Linked DNA regions of Mus musculus: all the other regions are linked to region 2. The links are chromatin contacts, called in public HiChIP or PLAC-seq and promoter capture Hi-C maps. All regions are on one chromosome and are shown on one strand. The core of a region is the stretch at or near the end of the contact, and the rest is flanking DNA. Distances in the headings are between cores, read along the strand shown.

Evidence for each region. Promoter capture Hi-C pulls out the DNA fragments that hold promoters and counts their contacts. HiChIP or PLAC-seq counts read pairs in DNA pulled down with a chosen protein or histone mark.
Region 1: an H3K27ac HiChIP or PLAC-seq map of epiblast stem cells shows a contact between it and region 2, with 2.6 times the contacts expected there. The contact joins the enhancer-like site here to the promoter of Galnt6 in region 2. A contact is called at or near these places in 3 of 39 promoter capture datasets (the C10 cell line, hippocampal neurons and neural stem cells), 1 of 15 datasets of contacts at CTCF or cohesin (the NIH/3T3 cell line) and 4 of 115 datasets of contacts at active chromatin or transcription factors (bone marrow-derived macrophages, embryonic basal ganglia and epiblast stem cells).
Region 3: a contact with region 2 is called in a promoter capture Hi-C map of embryonic stem cells, with 3 times the contacts expected there. The contact joins the enhancer-like site here to the promoter of Galnt6 in region 2. A contact is called at or near these places in 6 of 39 promoter capture datasets (the 3T3-L1 cell line, embryonic stem cells, hippocampal neurons and 1 more).

What each region holds. Positions count from the first base shown.
Region 1 is chr15:101,091,315-101,094,834 of GRCm38.p6, forward strand. No RefSeq gene overlaps it. Among named protein-coding and RNA genes, the nearest start is that of Gm41402, 9.9 kb to the right of the region's middle. Within about 2 kb of position 1,872, at least 116 of the 459 cell types and tissues checked have an H3K27ac peak or open chromatin away from gene starts, as enhancers often do. A contact at or near this core is called in embryonic basal ganglia and epiblast stem cells, where this site is marked.
Region 2 is chr15:100,728,020-100,731,745 of GRCm38.p6, forward strand. It overlaps Galnt6 (polypeptide N-acetylgalactosaminyltransferase 6), which reads right to left and starts at 1,357. Exons shown (of 12, transcript NM_001161767.1): 1 at 1,284-1,357. I730030J21Rik (RIKEN cDNA I730030J21 gene) reads right to left here. Exons shown (of 3, transcript NR_045782.1): 3 at 2,486-2,865.
Region 3 is chr15:101,162,574-101,165,994 of GRCm38.p6, forward strand. No RefSeq gene overlaps it. Among named protein-coding and RNA genes, the nearest start is that of Acvr1b, 9.8 kb to the right of the region's middle. Within about 2 kb of position 1,883, at least 116 of the 459 cell types and tissues checked have an H3K27ac peak or open chromatin away from gene starts, as enhancers often do. A contact at or near this core is called in embryonic stem cells, where this site is marked.

The sequences.
Region 1 (3,520 bases), core at 622-3,121, 360 kb after region 2:
CTAATATGAGTCCTCCTGTCTCAGCCTCCTGAGTAGCTGCTCTAACGCCTCACCACCTCACACAAGAACACAAGAAACAAACAAAGGCTCTTGGCAGGTTCATGGCAACACTGTAAGCCCCTGAGTTAGGCAGCAGCCTCTGCCCAGGTCTTCTTGTTTGGTGACAAATTCACTCAATAAACCATTTTTAAGAAGTTAGGTCTTGGTGGCATGAGCCTTTAACGCTAGCTAGCACTTGAGATGCCTTGTGAGGCAAAGGCAGGTGAATCTCTGTGAGTTCCGAGCCATGGGAGATGCTGCAGGGTAGGCAAGGAGGCGAGCCTGGGACCGAGGCTTTCCAGATCCAGTGTGAGGAGGACTCTTGTATCTGGGTCTCTGCGACCAGTTCCTCTGGAAGCATCTCTAAGAGCTAGAAACATTTCAGCGATCCTGAACAGGCTTGCCAGGCCTCGGCCACCAGACCCAACCTGAAGGAGGAAAGTTGAGATGTGAAGCCTCCACAGGCGAGGGCAGGAACAGAAGCTCATCAGCTCTGTTGCTCACAGGTCAACTTGACTCAACTCGGTCACCAGAGGTAAGGGTGGACAGCCAGGCACTTGTCCCTCAGCCCTCAGGAGTTTCAGAATTACAGATACTATGGACCAGAGGGTAGAGCCAGGTATGGCCTCCCCATCCTGTGGCCGCCCTTGTCTTCCCTAGGCACCTCTTGGGGTTGCAAGGCCACCCCAATGTGTGGGGCAACGCGGGTTGGACAGGTTCGCATGAATCAATGAACCCAACTGTCTAGTGTCATGCCTGGCACACAGTAGGTGCTCATCAAACGGGGTAAGATCCTCCTCTGCCTTTGCAGCAGCCTCATGCTGATCTGCTGCAGCAGGTTTTCTGAGCTTCCCCTTGCTGTATCCTGTTTGTGGCGGTAGAGTGACTGCAGAGGATTTCCTCTCCTTGTCCCTCCCTTCCTTCCAGTACCTACTCTGCCCTACTTCTTCCAGGAAGCTTTCCCTGACTGCCAAGGTCTGGGTGACCTCTCAACTCCACATTCCCTTCACAGTTGGATTTCAGGCTCTCCCAGCCCAGTTCAGATGAGACCTGCACCATAAGGCTACTGGCCTCACGAAGGAAAGGCTACCCTCTCTCACCACATGCCCACTCATTGCAGACGGCCTTGATGGGGGTTGGGGGAGTGAGGAGGAGGCCACCTGCCAGAGTGGCAGCAGACAGGCCAGCTAAATCCTTGACCTACGCTTTAAGAGGTCGGGCATAGTTCAATAGAGCACTCCAGGCTGAATCCCAGCTCATTCACCCAGGTCGAGGGGGATGAGGGATAGAGGAGGAGGGTACGAAAAGGGAGGAGGGCCTTCTCTTCCAAGAGCTCGGTGCCTTCATCCCTGGCTTTCTGAGCACTGCGGAGCACCCTGAAACCCACACTCCCATCCCCCAGCAGTGCAGAAGCGGAGGGCGGGCGGAGGCAGAAAGGAGGGAAGCCAGTGCCTGGAACGGGAATGAGGGTTCAACACAGAGCCTTTTACGAGCAGAGTCCTTTCCTTTGTTGAGACAGGGATTTCAGCTCTGCTCAGGTCCTGGCTGGCCCTAGACCAGCATCATTTTTGTAATTTTCTCCTACTTAGATCCAACTAGGGTAGAGAGGAGGTCCCCGGAACCGCGGGATGGTTGGATGGAGTCCCATGTGTAATAGTGTTTTGTGTTTGTTTCATTTTAGTTTTTCCCGAGTGGCCACAATCGGCAGATCAGGGAATGACCCAGATTGGGTCTAGCCCCAGCCACCCGCCGCCTCCCCCACAGGACGCCAGCGAGGCCTACCCTCTGGAGATGCTATGCAGATGAAATGCAAAGCAGGCCGAGATGTCTGTGGGGATTGGCTGGTACCGAAGACCTTGTGGCCCAATCCTGGGCCGTTGAAGGCCTGAGCTTCCCTACCCAACCACCCCCAGCCCCGGCCTTGTCTGGCCGATAAATCAGCTCAGTCATCGTTAATGGCTCCTGACTAATTGCCTGGACTTGGGCTCCAGGGCTCGGGTCGCCCACATTAAAATTCAATCAGGCCCAGCACTAGCTATTAAATATTCATTGGGAGAGCTTCCCGAAACCAGGCTCGGGGGGGATGGGTTGGATGAAGAGGGACTACCTGGAGCTGCAGCCTACTTCTAGGGCAGATGCGCCCACACTGGTTTACCTGCCTGCAACTGCAGCCTGGTTTCCAGTCTGTTCCAGCCGGCAGATTCCTCTCCGGAAGCCTCAGAGCCATCTCTGAAGGACTCTGAGACCAAGACGCCTTACGGGAGTGTAGAGATAAGTCAAGCAGGCCCCCAGAACCTGCTCTGTGGTCTTTGCGTGCGTGCTTGGTCACCTCGCCTCAGGGAGACCCCCTCTCCAAACTATGAAGAGTGCTGGGACCTTGGGTTCCTTCAGTTCCATCTAGGAATGAACTAGCTCCAGATACAGACGCTTGTCCAGGGACTAGAGAGATGGCTGGGTGGTTAAGAGCAAATACTGACCGCTCTTGCAGAAGACCTTAAATTTGGTTCCCAATACCCTAGTGGGTTGGGTCACACAGTTACCTGTACTCCAGTTCCAGGGGATGGATGATAAGAGAGAGAGAGAGAGAGAGAGAGAGAGAGAGAGAGAGAGAGAGAGAGAGAGAGAGAGAGAACAGAAAGAGGGAGAGAGGGGAATTAAAAGTAAAATAAATCCTTAAGAAACGAACAAAAAAGCAGAGGGTTGTCCAGCCTGGAGCCGGAATGAACAGTATCTGGATCCCAGCGTTCCAGGCCAACCTGGGCTTTAAGACCCTGTCTCAAAAGCCAACAGGCAAACTCCCAGAGCTTTCCTCCTTAGCTGAGCCTCCAGGTGCCACGCACTGTCCAGGCACTGGCTGACGTCAGGGCTCAAAGGCAGAGCATCTGCACTGCAGGATGAGTGTGTGCTGAAAGGAAGGAGGGCTCCTCCTCCTGCCCTTAGCCCAGGAATGCAGCCCTCCAGCTTCTGATACTGAGCAGGAGGCCTAGAAGTTCTAAAGCCGGGGTCCAAGGAGTGAGGTGGGGTGGGGGGTGGGGAGTTGGAGGGAGGGGTGAGGGGTAGGATGCTGGAAAGCAGAGTACACTCATGCACACACCCACACTGTAGTCACAGGGCTATAGAGTCCAGCAGAAGCAATGTTAGCAGAGACCCAAAGCTTGTGGATCTGCTCAGGAACAGGAGTGTCCTAGGCCTCTGGGCTTTACTGAGACTCCCAGCGTGAACGAACACCAAAGGGTGTTAGGAGAGAAAAAAGCGCCAGGATATCTGCTAGGAGGGACCCATGCCCTCTTGTTTCCTCGAGATTCTGGAAGCAAAGCACCTGCTCACAGACCTCTTTCCTTTCAGCTCTTCCTGTACCTGGGGCATGAAGTGGGACACCGCGGGAAGGCTAAGCCTGCTGGAATGACAGAGAGTCCCTCAGGCACTGCGGAGAAACCTCTGCAAAGCTCCGGGGCCGTAACTCTAGCTGGCCTAGAACTCA
Region 2 (3,726 bases), core at 107-2,606:
AGGACAGGGCCCCTCCCAAACCCGACTTCTGTTCTAGGCAGTGCAAACAGGACTCAGCCTATGGTTAGATCTCGGGTCTGGGTTTCTCCCAGTTGAACGTGGACGAAGACAGTTCTGATCTCAGAGGGCACCTGACACCCAGGGGGCCTCCCTTTCGCTGGGCTCTTGTGTATGCTGGAGGCAGTGCCAGCTGTGGGTAGTAATTACTCAGTACCCAGTCTCTTTCAGAGTTTCGATTGCTGTGGGGTCCTGGTATCCCCACCTCTGGGTTCTTTAAAGCACAGGGCGTCCATGAGGACACGGAGCCTGCGATGATGCAGGCTGCCCTTGGACAATCTGAATGAAGAGTATTTCAAAACCTTGATCTAGTCATCATATGAATTTGCCTATCTCATCCTTCTTAGCTTTTCTCTGCCAAGCAGGGAAACAGCTGTCCTGTCAGGAGAGCCCGGCCTATGTAATACACACACACACACACACACACCTGTGGTGAAGCGAAGGTAGCCCTGGAGGCTCTTTGGTGTGTCTGTCATTAACCTCAGTCATTGTAGGGATGAGCTCAGAGTGCAACCTTACAGCTCTCCCTGGAACCACTGTGGCGATTACGGCTCAAGACCCGGCCGGGTTCCTTTTTGTGCTTTGAGACAAGCAATCGCCAGCAGTGTCCACAAAATCAGGCGAGCCCTCTGCAGTGGTCTGGAGTCTCTAGATGACTGGCTTTTGGGCAAGTAGCAGGAGGATTCTCCTTTCTGTCATCACGAGGGAGGGAGAATCAGGAAGTTGGTGGTGACAGTCACAGTCATACACTCTACACAATACCACAGAACTCCGTCCCCCACTCCTCCAAAGCGCTAAGCATCCAAGGGGAGATCAATCAGGAAAGGACTCTGAGGGGCCCCCCACCCCCCACCAATGAGGCTTCTCCTGGTTTGTCCCTTCTGTTCAGGGTATGGCAGGAAGGAGTCCCAACGCTTGAGCACACGAGGTGGTCAAATCGGGGGAGGCACACAGTAGGCACCGGGGCGAGAGCGAGGAGAAGAGGGATTCCGGGGCTCCCAGTTCGCCCCTCAGCTTCTTAACCGCAGAGGTGAAGGGGTCTCACCGCGAGAGACGCTAGATGGCACCGCGCGGGGCAAAAAGCGAAGGCATGGGGGATGAGTCTGGCTCAGCCCCTTCATCTCACTGAGGGGGGTGGGGGAGGGGACGGCTGGGAGGGAGTCCCGGAGGAGCACGGGGCTGCCAGGTCCGAGGGCACCATGGGGTCGCGACCCGTTGCTGCTTACCTACCGCGCCGAGGCAAAGCCGCTGCCGCTGCCGCTGCCGCCGAGCTGCTCGTGGGTTTCCCGACGGGGCGACCGGGAGGGCGGGTCCAGGGCGGGTCCTGTCGAGGATGACGCCCCGCCCCGCTCGGGCAGGTGCTGTGACTCCGCTCCCAACCCCGGCATGCGAGGCCGCTCACGTTGGGTGCACGGTCCGAGGCCAGACTGCATCGCGGGCAGCTCCACCCCAGGGCACCGCCACCCCATGTCACCGCCACCCAAGGCCACCCGCATCCCAGGCCATCGCCACTCCAAGCCACCTGCTCCGCAGGGCGAGAGCAGCAAGCCACGGTGTGCAACGTGCTGGCTCGGTGGCGGAGGGGCTGCGGACCTCAGAGCCCGAGGCCAGCAGCTCTCAGGGCGGGCTGGGCGGCAGCGAGCCCCGAGGCTCTGTCCCAGGCGTCTGAGGTTGTGAACAGATAACTTCCCCTCCCATCTAACTGCCAACTGGCAAGTGCCCGGCCTCACCCAGCCAAATCCCAGCCTCAGTACCTAACTCCTGCTATCCAAGGGTAGGGTCAGTGGGAGGTTGCCGAGTGAGGTTCAGAAATGCGGTCCGGACACGCAGAACACCTTCGAGGTGGTTAGAAATGCAGATTTAGGTTTGGCACAATCCTAAAACCTAGCTCCGGAAGGCGGAGGCAGGGAGATCTTGAGTTCCAGGCCAACCTGAGCTACATAGGAGATCGCGTCTCAATAAATACAAATAAATATATAAATAACAAAAATTACTTAAACTCGCGTCTGATTCTGAGTCGTCCTGCCACCTAGACAGTGGCTGCTCATGGGTTCTGAGCCTACCATCCTGACGTAATTTTCTTATCCTAGTTCTGAATTCCTGGTGATTTGGAAACTTTCTTTTCGTGTGGTTTTAAAGAAGGGTTTTATTTACTCATTTATATGCATGTGGCCCTCCTAGCACACAGCCAGAGGTGTAATCCCTCAGAGCTGGTTAGAGGCAGATGCCTGGCTTTACAGGGGTGATGGGACCTGAACCCCGAGCTATACAGCAGTGAGCAGCAATTGCTCTTCACCAACAAACCATCTCTCCAGCCCTCATGTGTGTTTTCTGAGAAAGAGTCTCAAGTGGACAAAGGTAGTCTTGAACTCCCTACATAATATAGTTGAGTTTTGGCTTTTTTAAAAAAAAAAAAAACTACTTTATTAGGTTCTTATACGTCTACCTCCCGACTTTTATTACAAACCCCAACAGTAGGTTGGAGAGAAAGAAGTTAGAGGAGAAAGGGGGTGTATATAGACTACTTCTTGATGATTAGGGGTTCTGGTTCTCTGGGGCAAGATAGATAGGTATAGACACACACACAACACACACACACACACTCATTCCCACAACATAACTGGGTTTTAAAAGAAACCAAAATTCTCCATAGACTCGAGGATGGCCTTGTGCTCCTGATCCTCTGGCCTCGGCGTCTGCAGCTCTGAGATTACAGAAGTGATGTACCATGATCCCCAAGTTCGGATGCTTTCTGGTAGACATTGATCCCAGCATTTCGGAAGCAGGAGGATGCAGGAGGATCTGTGGCTGCAGACAACACAGTGAAAGGAAGCTTGAGATGAATATCGATACTCTGCCTCCAAAAAACAAACAAACACCACGGGGGGGGGGGGGGGAAATGGAATGGATCTTTCTGTTTTGGTTGATGTTAAAATGGCTTTGCAGTTTTGAGTCTCTAAGGCTCAGGGGCCAGGACCCAGCACCCCTGTCGTTGAATTGAGCGCTCAGAGGGGACCAGAGGCATTCTGGGAAGGCCAGGAGATCACAGCGGGGAAGTTTACTGAGCTTGCTTACTTAGGTGAAGGGTGACACTTTACCAGGCTTTGGGATCACCAACATTTCCTGCTGCAGATAATGGGCCGCCGCTGTCTTTGCTTCTCGTCCCTTGGGTGTGAGACTCGGTGGTTTGGCCTTTGCTCCCACCTCCCTTTCACTTAGCTCTTCGACCTTCAGCACTGTGTGATCTTAGTCAGGTCCCAACTTGACCTGAGGGACCTCAGACTGCTCCAGGGTAGGCTCATGACCTCTTACTCTGCCTTGGAGCGTGAAAGAGACTGTTTGGCTTTTCGAGGAGTGCCAGCCGATGTGTGTACCTCAAATTCTGAAGCTGTTATTAATGAGTTCACTTTGGGAATAAGAAGTTGATTAGCGTTCATTAGTTATGGGAAACAAAGGTTTCATTATGACACTTCGTAGATGTATATATAATGCACTTTGATCATTTTCAATCTGTTTCTTTTAGTGATTTGTGTGTGTGTGTTGTACATGCAGGTCAGAGGTCATCTATCTATCTATCTATCTATCTATCTATCTATCTATCTATCTATCTATCTGATTCAGAATCTCTCTAAGTAACCCTAGCTGTCTGAGAATTCATTATGTAAATCA
Region 3 (3,421 bases), core at 633-3,132, 440 kb after region 2:
AGCCTCTTGCACACTAGACAAGCCGTCTACTCGGAAACTACATGCCTGGTGATCTAAAGACACCGCTAAGGTCACAACCCTCCAGTTCCACTAAGAACCCTCTCAGTTAGTGGCCAGAGAAGCAGGGCAGTGCTGCAAAGGCCTTTAGCAGCAGGAAGTTCCAGCACATTTAGCTGGGAGCAGGTCTAACCATTCATCTATGTCCTTGAGACAACCCTTTAGCATCAGAAGAGGCTTGGACCTCCTAAACTTTCTCCAAACCTTTGGCATCCTCTACCACGCATGCCTCAGATCAAAAACTACGAAGAGTCAAAGAGCGTCCAGCATACAGGACAGCCCTGCAAACTTGCCACTTTGGTAGAAACTAGCTTTCAGCTTGAATCCCTAGGGCAGCAAGGATCCCCTAAGTGGAGGAGGTGGGAAAGGACTGTAGATGGGGAGGGAGGTGGGGGCTGGCAGAAAGGAGGGAGGGATGTCGATGTGTGGGACTATGGCCAACTAGCTGCTTTCTCCCCTCGCTCTCCTGAGTCCCGGGCTCCTGAGCTAGCTTTCTGGCAGCCCAGCACAGCCTGAGCTGGGCCTATAGTAAGAGCTGGCTGGAGTGGCGGCGGGTATGCATGCGGGCGAGATGACGGCGGAGCAGCACTCAGTCTGCGAAGTCCAGACTTCTGTCTCTCCCACCCCCTGGGAATTTCATAAATAAACCCCTGGACCCGTTCCAAGAAGAATTTCAAGGCTTCTCGGCGTGTGGTGTGTTTCCAGAAACACAACAATTTTACATGGTGCCTGGTGTGCAGTCCTTAAGCGGCTGGTGGGGAGGAATGATGACGGCTGAGCATGCTGGAGAGGAGGGGGGCCTGTTAGAATGTTAGATTGGACCGGGTGGGTGGGGTTGGGTCTGATGGGCCCACGGAAGAAGCTGCAGTCAAGGGTGCAAAGCAATTTGAGCCTGGGCTATGCAGCTGACAGTTGTAAAACCTGGCCTCCCAGACACCCAGCCTGCCCCGGGGTTAGATTGGCTAGCCTCCTCACCCCCACCCGGGGGCTTTGGCAGGATTCTCCACCAGGTTTTTGAAAAGTAAAGGGGTCCTAAAATAGTATAAAGTAACTGCCTCATGCTCTCTCTCTGTCTCTCCCTTCTTACTCTCCCTGTTTCTCATTCACTCTCTCTCTCTCTCTCTCTCTCTCTCTCACCCCACAAAAATGAAGTTTAGAAAGAAAGGAGAGTGAGGAATGGACCCTGGTGGGGAAGGGGACACGGAACAAGAGAGAACAGGGGTGAACCTTTGTCTGTGCGTGTGTCAACACCACAGGCCCAGTGGTCATGTTGTGTATCCAAGTATGTAGCTGGGATCCCAATGCCAGAGTTTGGTCAGAGGAACATAGCCTCCCCTCCTGGACCGTGAACTGCCTGAGGGGGAGAACTACAAGCTTACTCATTCCCAGGACCTAGGCCAAGGCCCTTTGTCTCACAGACTTCAGTATGCACTCCAGGATAAAGAAACGGTAGCCTACCCACAGATTGCTAGAACACAAAACAGCAGTGGTGAGGCAAATGGCTCCAAATGGCGAACTTGATAAGCGGTGACACAGGGCTGGAGGATTCTCCCACCAACAGGAATTGAGTGACATCTGCCATGGTCAGGCCCTGAGTGATTCCAGAAAAGGCAGACAGCATGCAGAGGAGGGGAAGGCTTCTTGGAGGAGGAGTCAGTCCGGAGCTGGTGTGTTTGCTGGGTCCTAGGCTTCAAGGACAAAGACATTTGAGTGAAGAGACAGGTGGAAATCTCGGAGGACTTCACCCGGGAAAATACTGCCAGACAGGTCTCATGGATCTGAGGACAAGCCTGGATACCACCTGACTGTGGGGTGAGGTCGGAGGGGTGTATACACAGACACACCCATGAGCACACTCCAGCCAGCCTCCCTTTCTTGTCTCCTTCACCTTGAGCCTTTGTTCCACGATTCTTTCCCAGCTCAGACTGGCTCACTGCCACTTCCGGGCACCTGCCACAGGCTAGCTAAGTCACTGGCTTTTCTTGCCTTTTTAGTTCAATACAAGAGAGCCCTTCAGTAGCTCAGCTAGTCTCTATGTTGCTTTTCCTGGGACCAGATAGCCAGCCCTGGTATCATCAGCGGTAGCCAGAAGCCTGACCATATTACACCTTCCCCCCAACTACCCCCAACTCCTGCCCCTCACCCTTGTCCCCTCTCCTGCCCCCTTAACCCCCGCCCCCGCCTCTCACCTTTGCCCCTCCCCTGTCCCTGCTCCTGCCCCCTTACCCTCCACCCCTGCTTCTCCCCCACCCCCTCTGCCTACCTCACCCCCACCCCCTGACCCTTCCCCCTTAACCCCCACTCCTGCCTCCCCACCCCTGCCCAACTCCTACCCTTGTCTCCCCTCCCCACCCCACCGTTGTGCCCCCCTCCTCCCACCCCTTGGAAAAGCAGGAATTGCTATTGAGCATGATAGACCAGCAGGTAGGAGGGAGACTTTATACCAGGGGTCTTAAGGATATGAAAGGACAGGGAAGAGAAACCAGGATAACAGAGGAACTGTCAGACTGGGTATTCCCTGAATGACCTTGGGCTGGGGCTCAGTTCCTCTCCTGTATGGTAAGGAGAGTGGTGTTACTACTAAATGGTTGTGAACACAATTTGGTAAATCTTCCTAGGCAAGCTAGTGTCCAGTCTCTGGACACCATCTTTAGGTGTAAGGGGTCTGTCTGCATGAGTCCTAAGTTCTCATCATATAGAGTTATTAACTACCAGTCTGGGCAGTGTCCTCGAACAAGACACCTGTCTCTGCTGAGCCTCGGTTTCTCTACTCTAAAATAACAGAATCAAAGCTGGGCATGATGGCACATGCCTTTAGTTCCAGCACTCGGGAGGCAGCAGGCAGATTCCCGAGTTCAAAGCCAGCCTGTTCTACATAGGGCGTTCCAGGGCTACACAGAGAAATCTCGAAAGAGCAATCATAACAACAATAATAAAAATGAAATAACAGGACCAGACAAAATAACTTAAAGTTCCCTTTCAGATTTAGAACTTCATGACTCCACTCAACAAAGATGCCTGTATGTTCTGGAGAAGACAGCTGAAAAAGTGCAGAATGATCTCCAGGGACACGGGCATGCGGAAGTACAGCCAGAGCACTGGGGAAGCGTGGTCGGGAGATGAAGGCGTTATAGCACCAGCAGTCCCACAGTACTGTGACGTTCCAGCATGCAGAACAAGGGCATCAGGCTGACAGGAAGGAACTGTGAGGTCCTCCACAGCAGGAGAATGACCAGGAGAGCAATCCTGTTTGGCCAGTGGGCATGCTCAGGTGGAAACGCAAGTATGAATCACCACCGGGCTGAGGGCACAGGGCCTGTTTACCCAGGAAGCACTGGGGTGGAACCAGGTCAGTGTGAGAGTT